Linked DNA regions of Zea mays: region 2 is linked to region 1. The links are chromatin contacts, called in public Hi-C maps. All regions are on one chromosome and are shown on one strand. Each heading gives the region's core, a stretch centred on a gene start, on an enhancer-like site or on the middle of the called end of the contact. The rest is flanking DNA. Distances are from core to core; before and after follow the strand shown. Region 1 holds the start of LOC103650866 (proline transporter 1). Region 2 holds the start of LOC100284671.

Region 1 (7,584 bases), core at 3,786-6,285:
CAAATCGCAGCTTGCAAAAAACAATCTCTATATAAACGAGAAGAAAGAGAGAGGAGAACACAAAGGTAGTGGTGTGGTGGAGCAGTCAATTGCGTGTCGGGCCATGACACGCAACTTCCCTTGGTGCCTTCGTTACTTGTCAAACCAGCAACACTAGTTGTACATATCAGAATTTCGTGCTTATCTGGACTTCTGATGCCAGGCTTAGAGGATTCTTTATTTGTGCGCGTACTTTTAGTTTCGTCCGAGATATATGTTGATTTGTTCTTTGCTTGCAATTGTGTAAAAAATTCAATCCGCAAAATTTTGTTTTGGTGAATCAGAAAAAAAAAGTATTTGGTAGGTACCTTCCGAGTCTGCTCGGGCTGCCTTGCGGCTTCATCTGTGTTTATATAAGCGCGTGGTAATCATGGTGCTCACAGGAGTTCTTACTAGATACTGTAAATGTTAGTGCTTTGATCGAGCAGTGTTTAAAAAGAAGATTGAGAAATCGATCTTGACGCGCCCAATCGGCTGGCAACTGGCAATGAATTTGTTGCACGGCTACGAGCTGGCCATAGCATGGGGCACCGGGCACTGCGGGTTGTGAAAACCCTATGTCTGAACCAGTTTGGTTCTTACGCTCAGCGCTAGCCTCATCCTCTACTCGCTCGTTACTGTACGTCTGTACCACCTTGCGGAGCGAGGATATGTGGACCTGTTTATTTCAGCTTATTTTGCTGGCCATTAGAAATAAGTCGGCGGCAGTCGAAAATAAGCTATATCCGATGGTTTAGGGCCGTCGGAAATTTTATGTTTTACTGTTTTGAGCGCCGCTCCCTAGATCATGCTCAAGTGCTTTCAAATCTGTTCTGACCATATCCTCTTCATCAGTTGCATAATCTCGGGGCAACTCTGTCCGGTTACGGTTAGGGAGCTCGAGCTTCATCATTCGATTCACCATCATCGTAACTGCTAGCAGATTGCTCTCAACCTCAAGAGGAGGAGGATTTGGTGTGGATGAATGCAAATATGCTACCACCTTCATCTATGTTAATGTTTACAAGAATTTAATGCAAAGAAATAGAAAAACGAAATCTTAAATTTACAATAAAGAGAAGAATGGATGTTATGCTCACCTTACTGGCTTACTCCAACGGAGCAAGCCGAAGCCATACCGTGCCATCGCGGGCTGCCGCAGCCGTCTTGCAGGGCTGGGACGCCGGTGCCGCGGCCGCTGACGCTGGGCGTCGCCCCGCCCTAGTTTCTGTTGGGCTTTGGGCATGCAATACCTAGCAAGTATACATATCATATCATATACATATATTTGTGTTTGTTTCAAAAACATGAGTATTTCACAGTACCCATGGGCACTGGCGTGCATTTACATATGTGCTTAATTTAATGACATTTTGACATGATGTCATGCCATAAACGTCATAGAATGACACATTTCTTGCTGTGATGCTGCTCTATAGTCCAGTGATGACAACTGCGAGAAATTGATGATGGCCCAAGGGTTTAAGTAGAGGTGATAAGGTCATACAATGCAAACCTTCTAGTGATAAATTAGAGAACACACATATCAAGAGAACCTCGATTATTTAAGCTGGCTCCATGGCTGCTTGTGCAAGTTGCATTGCATTTGAGTGGAAGCATGGTACATGTTATATTGGACTAAATATATAATAGTTCATTGATCAAAGTGAGAGCAACTATACATGTTGATGGACTTCATCGCTCGAACCATAAATAGTTGGAATACTCCTGTTCAACAAAAACAATCGGATGCGAGCTTTCTCCTCCCTCTCCTACCCTCTACACTCATATGACTCTGCAAACAAACAAAGAATGGAGCGGCTCCGTTCTATTGTACTCTTCAACCAAATAAAAAATGGAGCGGCTGTTCTGTTTGCTAAACGCGAAATAGAATGACTTAATTCTAAAAAAATAAAATAGAGCCGCTCCATTCTAATTGACTCTCCAACCAAATGCACCCTTAGTCTTTTTATACATTCCACTTCGATTTACTAGTTTAAGACACCTCAATTTCAATACTTTTTATATATAATCATGAGTCTGAGTCCCAAGAGTCACACTATAATGCAATTAGTCTACAGGTAGCACACGTGTGATAGACAAAAGGGCTAGATGCGACATGCATGTATGTTTACAACTCTCAACATTATTCTATACTTCCAAGAAATAATAGGCATGAGGTGTCTAAAAGAACACATTCACGAGTTGCCTTTTAAGCTTTCACGGAAAACAGAGATGTTTGGTTAGAGGGAGGTGGTCCATCGATCACAATAAGCTCATTTTTCTAAATTTTGATAGGATGACTACGTACATGATGCATGCTTATTAATCATGTAGTGCCCTTATCAAACATGAGCTAAGTGACCACCGTACCCTTCCACTCTTGAACCAAGCAAAAAATTGAGAACGAAGTGGCCATACTATCACCTCGTGGTGACGATACACATGTCAATCCCACTACTACTCGCTCGCTACATGTCGGCGAAGAAGTGGTAGATCCTAGCATTGTTGAAGATCAAACGAACGGCGGCGGCGGTGGTAGCAACGCAGAGAGCCGAGGACAGAACTATGATGCCCCAATGCCAAAGTCTGTTACATCTCCCACCGCTCTTGCCTTTGATCTGCAGCACGTAGACGATCAAATCATAGACAGATCGAGCATCGATCGAGCAAGCAGGTGGTTGTTCGATCGTTTACCTTGAGGACGGCCATGCTGGGGAACGTGAAGGTGAGCGGGACGAGCGCTAAGGAGCCGACGAGGTTGACGAAGTCCCCCATGAACGGGAACAGCGCGGTGACGAAGACGTTGAAGCCGAAGACGAGCCCCCGCGCGCAGACGCGGCGCGTGAGGTTGTAGCGGGAGAACATGCCTTCGTCCAGCCGCTGCAGCCGCGTGTCCATCGCCTCGTGGATCGGCACCGTGAACAGCTGCATGCGTGCACACATGTTGTCCGCCGCCCGCCCGGCGGCCGGCTAGCTTTGTTAGCGCTGTCGTAGCTAGTACGTCGTCTATATTATTAGGCTATTATTACATAGCGTGCGCGCGCGTGCGTACGTGTTGGGACACAATGCTCTGCAGGAAGGCGGTGGCGTTGATGAGGACGGCGGCCCACCTCGGGCCGCCGAGCTCGTTGGGGAGGTACTCCGACACCGCTGACCCGTACGCCCAGTACCCCGCCACGCTGATGCCGTAGTACCCCGCGGCGCCGGCGGTGTACTGCAGCAGCAGCGCCCGCCTCATGCCGCGAACCGCCGGCTCCCGCACCGTCGACTGAAAAACGGCGAAACTAGTTAACAACCAATTAAGAGCGTCGCGAGTCCACGTCGCCCGCCGGCGAGCTCGATCGTGTACGGACCTGTATCTCCGGGAGCAGCCCGGACGTGTTGCAGACGAGGATGGCAGCGACGGCGCCCAACGCGTTGAACACCTTCTCGGCTTGGGATCCGGCATGGACGTCATAGTCCTTCTGCTTGTTCGATTTCCCTAACGAGAAACGAAAGGACAGCAGATTCAAGCGCATGCAGATTGCAGAATGAGATCCAAAACAGCAGAGGAGAGAGAGAGAGAGAGAGAGAGAGAGAGAGAGAGAGAGAGAGAGAGAGAGAGAGAGAGAGAGAGAGAGAGAGAGAGAGAGAGAGAGAGAGAGAGAGAGAGAGAGAGAGAGAGAGAGAGAGAGAGAGAGAGAGAGAGAGAGAGAGAGAGAGAGAGAGAGAGAGAGAGCGAGAGAGAAGCCGTGTCACCATCTCTGATCAAGATAGCCAGCAGAGCGACGTCGTAAGCTAACGTCAGCGCCGCCGACGTGGCGAGCCAGTTCCTCATGGCAGAAATCGTCGGCACGAAGTAGGCGAAGGCGAAGTAAACGATTCCCGTGGCCGTGATGAACCACTGCAGCCTGGCTGGGGTGTGGGTAAACTCCGTGTTGATTGCCTGGTTAATAATAACAATAACCACGAGTACGTATTACTAATTTACTGCTATATATATACTACTAGGAGTCTCCACCACTGGTCAGATACAGTTTTTTGTTTACCTTGAGCGCTCTTGCTCCTAGCAAAATGAAGCCCATGTTGCACAGAAGTAGAGTTGCGAACTGCAGGAACCAGGTGATGTAGTACATGTTCCTCCCTTGAGAACAAACAAATTAAAGCGTATATATAAAAAAAGAAGACAAACACATACTGTATGAGGTGGCACTCCCTCTTTCCAAATGAAAGGTGTCGTACGTTTTAGTTAGCTAAGCGAAGCTAATGCGTGCTTACCGAATATGAAGCCCATGAGGTCCCTGTAGCGGATGAACCTCTGGCCGTCGACGAAGTGGAGGCCGGCGAGGAGCCAGTTGGCGTACCACGCGGCGGCGCCGACGAGCAGCAGGCAGGCGACGCCCCACGCCCAGCCCAGGGGCACCATCATGAGGTTGGAGAAGCTGAGCACGTAGGCGCAGTTGAAGCCGATCACCAGGAGCAGCCCCACCTGCTGCCACGAGTCTGCGCGCGCATGCATGCAGAGGCGACAACATGACAACCATAGTTGAAGAAAAATCACAACAGCTAGCCTAGCATGCATGTTTCGTTCGCTTCATACATACCTGTGTCCACCGCATGAGCAGTAGCCGGCATGGTGTAGCCGCCGCCGCCGCCGCTGCCCTGCTTGAGCTCCTTGCCTGCAGCTTCAGTGTCCATCGAAGAACCAGCCATTATATTGCTCCTCTCTCTTGCAGCCTTCCTGCGTACGTACGTATATGAGCTAAGCTAGTAACGGCCCAGGCCGGAGGGACATGCCCCCCATCACGCTGCATATATAGGCAGGCAACGCACGAAGAAGCGAAAAGCCACGATTGCCCATTAATTCGTTCACGGGTATAGACTACTATAGAACACCAAGGGTAAAAAAAAAGAGAGAGAAGAAACAAAGGGTCTATTTCCACTGAAAGCTGGCTGTCCAAGATAGAAAAGAAAAGATAAAGCCGATAGGGCAATTCGCCTTTGGTTTCGAAAGTTGAGGCACTAGAGCTCGCTCGCATATACGACATAGCGAAGAGCCAAACAAGGGCTAGTGTAGCGGTTGCGATTTCCTTCTCTTCTCCGGTCGGTCTCGACCCCCACAGCCCCACTGCAGGCAGGCCGGCCGGCGCGTCATCGGATTCAGTGCTATAACGTCGTGCTGCTGTTACGTAGGAGAACGTAGTGTGACTGTGTCGTAGTCCTCGGTTCCAACTTGCTCTCTGTCTCTCCCATCTGCGCGCGTCGGCCATCTCCTTCTTTTCTGTGTCCGTTAGCTGGGTGGCAGAAAAAAATGGTTGCGTGAGATGGCGGATTTTATCAAAATTATTATTTTATTGGTTAATTGGGAATATAGCGATTAAAAAATAGCAATATGTCAGCCTTAATACTATCCGTAGTGGTTCCCTTTAAAATTTTCCCCATATATCACTTTTGGTATCACATCATCAACATTTCATCCCCTACTTTTATCTCCCGCAGCGGTTCCCCCTAAACACTTCCCCTATAGGCTATACCCCACCACAACCATAAAATATCATTTTATATACCTACTTTTTATCCACTATCAACTTTTCATCTACTAACAATTCATCGCGGGCCCACAGCCGCAGTACCAAACAGTGTTAGGGCGCGTGAACAGTGACATGCCAGAACTGGAGGGAGAGAGAAGAACTCCGCTCGCTAGGGGGCTGTGTAGAGGCAAACAATGCGGGCGTAGGGGGTCTCCTGTAGCCGACATGCAAGGGGAGAGGGAGGTAGAGCGGCATGCGCTGCGGAAAGTCTAAACGACCGAGAGTGAACTTAGAGAGCTGACAGATAGCAGGGACTCGTATGACGGACATGGCAGTCGGTGCCGATAGGATCCAGCATCTCATCTAGCATCTCAGTCGGTGCCGATAGGATAGCAGGGACTCGTATGACTCGTATTTTATTGATTTATTTATAGTTTGCTACGCAAAACAATACATATGAGTAAATTTTGGGTAATCTGCTGGGCTCAGTCTACTCGGCAACCTGGCTACCGCTATCCTGAGTCGACTATTGAGCTACTGATAAGCGTGTTGGCCCACCAGCCATTGGGGCTGTTTGGTTCAGCTTTTTTCTGACCAGCTTTTCTGAAAATCTGGCTGTAGGGAGAATCTGGCTGTGTGGAGAATCTGAGTATCATTACGATTACGTGTGGATAAAGATAAAGTTATTCATAGGGTTCAGGATCTAGAAAGTGACGGATTCCTACTATTACAACGACTCAACCGATTATGTGTTTATGTTGATTTTGGATGGTTTTTGCCTCAACGAATTTTATAGAAGCTGGCTGAAAAGCTGAGTGTTTGGTAGTCCGTAGCAGCTTTTGGTGGCCAGAAGCTGCCAGAAGCCGAAACAAACAGACCCATTGACAAGCCAGTCGTCGGTCTACGAGCTAACCACGCTGGTGTATTTCATGTTTAATTTGCTTCTAAGCTGCGGTTATACCCTATGTTTCCTTAACATAGCATGTCTTTAAGTCGACTATTAAGTTACGACACGTTTGATGAGCTGATATTGAAACTCACCATTCTAATAAAGATGAAACCTAAATAAATCTATTGGGACATAACTCTCTTAGCGATGTGTCATAACAGAACCTAGGTATGATATTAAATAAGCAACAACCTGATCGACGCCCTCTTGGCGACACGTCATATTGTATGGTATAAAATGTTGGTGTACAAAAAGACGTCGTGTTCATAAGATAAGTGTTACCGAAATATATTGTTGTGTTGGATTTGTGGACATACAAGAAGGGACTGAGTACAGAATGATGATGTAAGTGATTGGCACGGGGTAGCACCAATTGAAGAAAAGCTTATCCAACACCGGTTGAGATGGTCTGGACATATTCAATAGAGACCTCTACAGGCACTAGTGCTTAATAAAATCCTAAGATGTGATAGTAATGGGAAGAGAGGTATGTGAAGGCCAAAGTTGACATGAGAAGAGACAATAAAACAAAACTTAAAATCATGGAATATATTTGTCGGGGACCATAATTAGGGGTACCCTCAAGACTCCTAATCTCAGCTGGTAACCCCCATCAGCACAAAGCTGCAAAGGCCTGATGGGTGCGATTAAGTCAATGATCGGTCCACTCAAGGGACACGATCTCGCCTCGCCCGAGCCCAGCCTCGGGCAAGGGCAGCCGACCCCGGAGGATTCACGTCTCGCCCGAGGACCCCCCTCAAGCAACGGACACACCTTCGGCTCGCCCGAGGCCCAGTCTTCGCCAAGAAGCAACCTTAGCCGAGTCGCCACGCCGATCGACCGTATCGCAGGAGCATTTAATGCAAAGGTGGCCTGACACCTTATCCTGACACGCGCCCTTCAGTCGACAGAGCCGAAGTGACCGCAGTCACTTCGCCGCTCCACTAACCGGCCTGACAAGAGGACAGCGCCGCCTGCGCCGCTCCGACTGCTGTGCCACTCGACAGAGTGAGGCTGACAGCAGCCAAGTCCGGCTTCATGCGCCATAGGAAACTCCGCATCGCCCGAAGGGCTCGGACTCGGGCTCAGCCCCGGAAGACAACG
Region 2 (7,584 bases), core at 3,408-5,907, 370 kb after region 1:
TCTGTACTAAATTCCACATGCTTACAGAAGAGTTCATTAATTCATACCTTCTGTACTTACTCACTTCCACTTCCTAACATTCAACCCTGACAGCAAGGTTCCAATTGTTGAAAGATGAGTGCTCCTAGCCACCACCAGCCCTCTCGTGAACACTTGAGGCCCTCAACATCTCTTGGAACCTTATTGAATGTCGAGAGCACCTATCCCTACTAGGGCCCTAAGAGGCTATGACCCAATCATTGAAATCTAGGAGACCATAGCTGACATAGGTCCTCCCATGAATACCAGAGGCCCTCGACATCTCTCATAGTGTGTTGTGAATGTTGGGAGCTCTCACTAGGGTCCTTAGTGGTCCTAACATAGTTGTTGAAAGCTTGGAGCCCCTGGCTATCAGTAGGCCCCTCCCATGAACACTCAAGGCCCAAACATCTCTCAAGTCTCTTGGTGAATGATAAGAGCCTCTGGTTCCTACTAAGGCCCTAAGTGGCTCTGGTCCTAAAGCTGAGGCCACATCTCCTTTGCACGAGTTGGATGATGTGATATCCTGGCCTAAGGCTTAATAGGATTGATAGAATACTCATACTAATAAGGTGTCCCGTTTTTCGAAAGCCTATCTTGAAAGAACCTCTAGGTTAAGCATGGTTGGCTTAGAGCAATTTCGGAATGACTAATCGACGAAAAAGTTTTCTCGGGTGTGAATGATTAAGGACAAAGTGCATAGAAAGGACCCATGTTGGTCTATTGGGCTGGTCTATGATCCTAAATGATTACAGGAGTAACTACCACTTGTCTGAGAGTGGCTGGGGTGTTACAAATGGTATTAGAGCCAACCATCAAAGTTTTGTGGCACATGTGGGATAGGGGTTTGAGCAAATGGTTGATGCATGTCGCATGTGGACTTAGAATAATCACATGGCATGGCATATGATAAAACTAGACACAAACGTGGCCAAGAGGGGAAGTCTTTTCTGCGCACTTGGCTTAGAGCATCACATGAGTGATTGGCTTATAGTAATTTTGGGATTGGTGGCCGACTAGGAAGTTTTCTTGAGTACACATGAGTTAGGACAAAGTGTGCAGAAAAGACTCGTGTTGGCCTATGGGGGATTGTTTATGATCCTAGAGGGCTCTCGGGTGCACATTTGTGAGGATAGAGTGTATAGAAAAGACATGTGTTGGTCTGTGGGGATGGACTATGATCCTATAGGTTGAGATATGGTTAGAGTCTATGGGACCTTGCACTAAGACCCCTATTTCCTAGGTCCTAACCCCCTTGAGTCACCCCCCTCTTATTATGTCGTGTGTCATGTATAGTGGTCTGTATATTTTGCTAGCGAAGTCCTCTATGATGCCATGGCAAGGTACCTTAAGACGTAGAAGATTTGTACATAATCCTTGTTGCATCCTAAAAGTTGTGCCATTATTTAATTTCCAAGCTGCATTCAATCCTAGTGGTTACATCCTTCCCACTATTAGCGATACTTCATAACCCGCATTCAATAGAATGCATCACAAAGTGGGAGGCAAAGCCGGCGGAGATCAACATCAACTTTGTCCCCCTACCATGTAGTCAAAAGTCAATCTCTTGCTAATTTCATGGCTGAATGGACCCGGGTTCACACAACCACCAAACCGATGTCAGATTCCCACCCAAGCTAGACCCGACCTACTTAACATCACAAGGGGTTGGCTTTATTTGTTCCATGGGCCCCAGGATATGAGGTTTAATAAGTTTGAAGAGCTTAGCATAGAAAGGTCCCAAAGTAGTTTTGCCTCAAACTCTAGGGGTCTTATGGGCCTAGTAACTAAGAGTAGGGCAATGTAGGTTTTGGGCCCCCTATAATGCCATGGACCCTGAATTGATCTTTCCCTTGGCTCGATGTTGTTCTAGGGCCAAGTGGTGGTATCATAGTCATAAACAATACCCTTGGCGCCATAAGGGTCCTAAGCACATTTTGTCAAATCCCCCCTCAAGTTCTATCACTATTGGGATATGGGGCCCTTGATAGTGCAAGAAGCTCGCATAGGACTCGCATGGCCCTTAGGACACCGATAGCATCAAGGCCCCTAAGAGGGCAATATGCTGCATAAGTAGAAGTATAGGTTATTCCTACATGCAATCTTAGAGAAAGCAATAAAAATTACCTTATCATCGGCCACCCTTACACTATACGTATCTATAAGTTTTTTATGCTACTCTTAGAACCTCTTTAAGGCCCAGCTGATGACTTAGAATGGTGGTGTCACAAGAGCAAGCCCATGTGTGATGGAGCAAAGGAAGGGCAGACCGGGCCGAGAAGAGTGACCCACCATAGTAGAGCAAATCTATAGCATGATTTGACTATTGTTGGGGTACTGCCTTCAGGCATATTTATCATTCCATTTAGCACAGGGACATGCTGCTAGAAACCAACCCATCCTAGCTTGTGCAAAGATGCAATGACTTTGTTATACAAGAGATCAAAAGGGTTGCATTTTAATCTAAGAGTTGGACCCCCAAAAGGTATGGTAAAACAATTAAGGAAATTGTTTCATAAGTAGAGAGTACTTGAACCATGATTGGCTATTTATGAGTATGCCACCTCCTGCTTGTTGAGCTAGTGTGCTAGCACCTTGGGGGCCAAAGAAGGAGTTACATGAGGATAGGCTTCATAGGATAGGTAAAAAATCATTCATGCATAAAGTCATGAAGAAGGCCATAAAGTTCTACCATGTCGGGGGGCCTTACTTACACAATTCTTAGCTATATTCCTACGACTTTTTGCCTAAACCATTTTAGGGCCTTAGCTAATGGCTCGGGAGGGTGGTGAGACATCTGGTAGATGTTGATCAAGGATGGATTAGGACAAAAAGAATGACCCACCATGGCAGAGCGTATTCGTGCCATGCCTTCACTATTCCTAGGGTGTTGCCTCTAGGCATCTTTGATGAACTACTTAGCATTGGGGTCAACTGACATATACCACTATATTCTAGGTTTCCTAGGCGCACACTGACTCTATTTAAGTGGGAGCTAGGAAGGAACTATGTACAAGTGTAAAAATAGGGCCTTTGAAGGGGTATGACTAGAAAGGCTAGAAAGGTGTGTTAGTGATTACTTATATGAATAAGAGCGCTCTTATCATAGAGCTAAAAATTAGCTCACCTTGCGAAAATATAAAAAATACAATACAATTATAAGTTAATGGAAATTAATAGACTCTAATCATCAATTAGCTATCGTTAGCTTTTATTAGTTTAGAATTAACCCTATATTGATATTCTCGTTAGTTCATGTATCAAACATGCCCATAGTCACAACCGATTTAGACCCATAAGGGAATAAAGGTCCAACCCATATAGCTCCTCTAAGGTCGGAAGAGATACTGGGTCGTCCATTGGTGGTACTTCATGCCTAGAAGAAGCTACATCCCGCAGCCATTGCAAAATCCCCAAATCGATGGTGGAGCCGAAGGAAGGGGCGCAACTAGAGAGATCAAAGAAGGGAAAGAATATGGTGCGGGTGGCGACCTACTTCGCGATGACCTTCGGTGCGTACCTCTTCTGGCAGTCCAGATAGGGTCCACATATGGACTGCCCTTCACTAGGACAAAAAGGTACTATGTGGTGACACAATCTCTTCCCCTTCCCTCGCCTTCTGTATTCAAATCCAATCCTTGTTATTATGCATGTGTAGCTTGCAGAATCTGTTATCGCCTTAGCTTGTAAGATTTGGTTTCTCTATGCCCTTCGATTAGCAGTTGCTCGAACCACATGAATCTTGGAATACGTTGTTGGATTTGATGAAATGGATTTGGTAAAGAGTTTCTGGCATAACTCTGAGTGTGATGTTTTGAAGCATAGGCTCTCTTCATTTAGTGTTGCATGCTCCCTGCTACTCTCTATCTCAACCACGTTGCTTTCGGGTCTAGTCTAACCATGTTGTTGTTCGAGCACAAGACGAACCCAACTAGCCCCACCTCCCGAGCAACCGCTCCCGATCCCTCCCGTCACCTTCTCCATCGCAGTGGACCCATCTCTAGTAGCGCTGCAAACCTCTCACCGCCACCGCAATCTCATAACAGCGTCGACACGTGCAACGACGTGGTACACCGCTGATGTTGTGGTACTAGGAGCACAAACGCGAGCCAGTACTAACTTCGCTTTTCCCATACAGGTGTGTGTGGATAAAAGCATAGGTATACCTTTGGTCTAAAAGCGTATGCATGCACGCGGTATCCCTTCCTCGACCCACCTCGCGACCAAGCATGTCCTCTAGTGGCGAAGCTAAGGCCTGACTTGGCCCAACCCAAAACATATGTGGCCTATTCACTTTGAATTAGAGCCAGTTGTTTGGACTGCTTTATCTGTAATCCATAGAGATGAAACATTGTAAAAACAATAGAAGTTGTTTCATATTAAAATCAAGTGAACAATTTGATAATGACCAAACCCTATGCTTTCGCATCCTGGTCTTCGTCTCCACACGTCTCGTCCTCGGCTAATCGTCGTCACTTTAAGATTTGTTCGGTTAGAAGAAGATAAGAGAAGATTAAATCTCCTTTTAATCAAAAATTAATTAGAAAATAATTTAATTTCCTTGATCTCCTCTTGTCCCTATGCAACCGAAAGTCTTTTGGGGGCGCGCCTCCATCTCCTCGCGACTGCCGCACACGGCACATCTCAGCGCCTCGCCTCCACCAGTCCACCTCCACAACGTCACCTTCACCTCCTCGCCGCCAGACGCGCCCGCCGCCACCCCGTGAGCCGGCAACCTCCCACCATCTAGCCTCTGCGCCCGCCCGGCCACCGGGCACTGGCCACGTCCGGCCGACGGCCGCCTGAGGCAGTGAGGCCTGACCACGCCCTCCCTTCTCCACTTTGTGTCTGTGCCCGGTCTTGGATTCGTGGTTGTCTCCGCCACTGATCTCCTCCTAGCACGGCAGCACCCCAGAGCCCTAGCGCAAGCCTGGTGCTCCAGATCTCCACCCTGACCATGTCGGGGCGGAGACAGGCCTGGCAGTTTGCGGCCGCGCTGGTCTTCTTCCACGGCTCCGAGTACGTCCTCGCTGCCGCTTTCCACGGCCGCCAGAACGTCACCGCTACTTGTGAGTGCACCATGACCTCATGTCTCTTGCGATTTGAGTGTGCCTTGGACTGTGTGCTCGTGAAATTCGGTGGATTTGAAACTGGTCTTATGCAAATCCCAAATTCTAGCGCTCTGCTCAGAAGTTAAAACAGATCGCCTTCGTTGGGTGAGTTGATTTGTGCTCGTGAGGTTTACTAGATATCAAAGTTGTATTGAGGGATTCCTAGATTCCACCTCAGTCTCGTTACTAGATTCTAGCAGTCTCACTGAGTAGTTGAAGCAAATTTCTGCTGAGTAAAGATGTGTGTCTTCACAATTTCTTGCTTGGGTTTGAAATGCCATTTGGCCTAGCCAGAGTATTTGTAGTGGACTTTGTAGTCTATATATTTTGTAAACTGCGCTTGCTATCTGATCTACGTCAACTTTAGCAGCTAGCACCTGTCTGTTTCATTTAATAGAAACAAGCTGCCAAGTGTTGCTCCTATTGAATTTAGAATTTAAGGAACATATCACAGTGGGCCTGGATTTTCAGTTAAAATCTCGAAAATTAGAAAGTACGATCAAAGTTCTTCAGTGAACATGTTTTGACAAATGAAGCTTATAAAAAATTTAATTGCTTCATAAATCATTAGTTTTTTCCACAATGGATGAACCGAATTTCATTATGGACGGTAAGTAAATTGCACTGGTTTCAAGTCATTTCCCAGTTTCAGACGGCGAGTATGCCACACACAGCAAACAACAAGTTTCAGATCGACATAAGAAGAGCAGACTTGCTGCTGGAGGACGCTACATGAGTGGGGTCTGGGGAAAGGATAAACCAAGGCATGCATTTTTCACGCAAATGCGGAGAGGCCGCTTCAAACCCGCAATCTGGTGACTCAGTGAGACAGCTCTCACCACTGCACTAGGCCTGCCATTCATAAGAAGCTAACACTAAAAACTGAACCAACCTATTACAAGCCAGATGAGGGTGCCACGGCACGCAAGCCAGCGAAGAGTGACTTCCAAGCAGCAAAGAACTGAAGTCTTCAAGTCTTGATGATCACCTGAGAGTCATCTTTCTGTTGGACTTGCTGGTGGAATTGCAAAGCCACCGATTTCAGAATTGCTGCCCCCTGTTCCCATCTGACTCGTAGGCTCTTGTTTCTGAAGCCCTACCCAATATACATGCATAGAACAAATCAAACATAAAATCTCTGTAGGAGTCTTTACTCTTCCCATCAAAGCAAATAGAGTATGGAATTAGTTACTTCTAATTGGGCTTGTGCAACTGCAGCTTGCATTGGGCCAGCTCATGTAGTATGTGATCAAACCATGCTTTCCTTCCAAACAGGGATTAGGTTGCACCAATGTTCACGGTATTTTCATTTCAGAACACTAAGAAGTACATAAATAATTCCTGAAACTTGGCCTAGCATGATGCTGGTTTTTGTTTTAAACTGTTAATTTTTTAAATTCTGGCTTTGATGGAAATGGTGAATATATCAAGGGTTCTCAAAGTTTTGTAGGTCTTCTGTGGACAAAACGTGCAATCAAATAATACAACCAAAAGTTCAAAACTTTATTTAGCTACTGGACACTGATCAAACAGCACCTGGAGAAGCATTTGGCTGTCGCTTGTTGATACTTACAGTTTAGATTATACTTTGCATTATCCTCTCTTTATTTTTGGCAGTATTGTTAGTAATGAAGTTGCTTCTCATGCAGCACTTCTTATTAGCAAGCAGTATGTATTGGCAATGGGTTTTGCAATGCTGGAACACCTGACAGAAATTCTTATTCTCCCGGAAGTAAAGGAGTTCTGGTTTGTCAGTAATATTGGCCTTCTAATGGTTATTATCGGTGAAATTATCCGTAAACTTGCTGTAGTGACAGCTGGACGTGCCTTCACACACGTTATAAGAACTTATTATGAAGATCAGCATCAATTGATCACGCATGGACTGTATAGGTAAATGATTATTTACCTTTTGCAATAGTTCGAAAGTTATTGAGTTACTACTCTACATTTGCCCTACAACAATTCAGAAGTTTCATTTGTTAATTGTTATAACCTGCTTAATTGTACAGGTTTATGCGCCACCCTGGGTATTCTGGCTTTCTTATATGGGCAGTAGGAACCCAGGTTATGCTGTGTAATCCATTATCAACAGTTGCATTCACATTGGTCTTGTGGCGATTCTTTTCAAAACGGATACCGTATCCTGCCTGAAATATATTTTATTTGTCCCTCCTTATGTTCTAGACTCTGTCTTGATTATTGAACTTCCAGAAGCATGCCAAGTTATGTGTTTTCAACACCCATTGAATATGAACATCTTCGTGATAAGAGTAAAACTAGTTTTTTTTTCTTGTGATTCCTTCACCCAGAACAGGTATGAAGAATTTTTCTTGAAGCAGTTCTTTGGCTCTGAATACGATGAATATGCACAGAGAGTACACTCTGGAATACCATTTATTAAATGAAAGTATGGCACTTGCAAAGTATGCCCTTGAATCCTTGACTTTTAAGC

What was found. Hi-C and Micro-C count contacts between places; a contact is called where the count stands out from the background.
Region 2: a Hi-C map of ear shows a contact between it and region 1, with 3 times the contacts expected there. The contact joins the promoter of LOC100284671 here to the promoter of LOC103650866 in region 1. A contact is called at or near these places in 4 of 25 Hi-C or Micro-C datasets (bundle sheath, ear, leaf and 1 more).

What each region holds. Positions count from the first base shown.
Region 1 is chr3:169,279,053-169,286,636 of Zm-B73-REFERENCE-NAM-5.0, forward strand. It overlaps LOC103650866 (proline transporter 1), which reads right to left and starts at 5,036. Exons shown (of 8, transcript XM_008676456.4): 1 at 4,605-5,036; 2 at 4,279-4,503; 3 at 4,050-4,144; 4 at 3,760-3,946; 5 at 3,375-3,502; 6 at 3,074-3,289; 7 at 2,716-2,946; 8 at 2,200-2,639. The coding sequence starts at 4,713. The coding sequence ends at 2,490. It overlaps LOC100279782 (E3 ubiquitin-protein ligase RGLG1), which reads left to right. Exons shown (of 11, transcript NM_001152740.1): 11 at 1-323.
Region 2 is chr3:169,647,396-169,654,979 of Zm-B73-REFERENCE-NAM-5.0, forward strand. It overlaps LOC100284671, which reads left to right and starts at 4,658. Exons shown (of 5, transcript NM_001365697.1): 1 at 4,658-5,087; 2 at 6,779-7,022; 3 at 7,142-7,270; 4 at 7,447-7,555. The coding sequence starts at 4,976. The coding sequence ends at 7,537.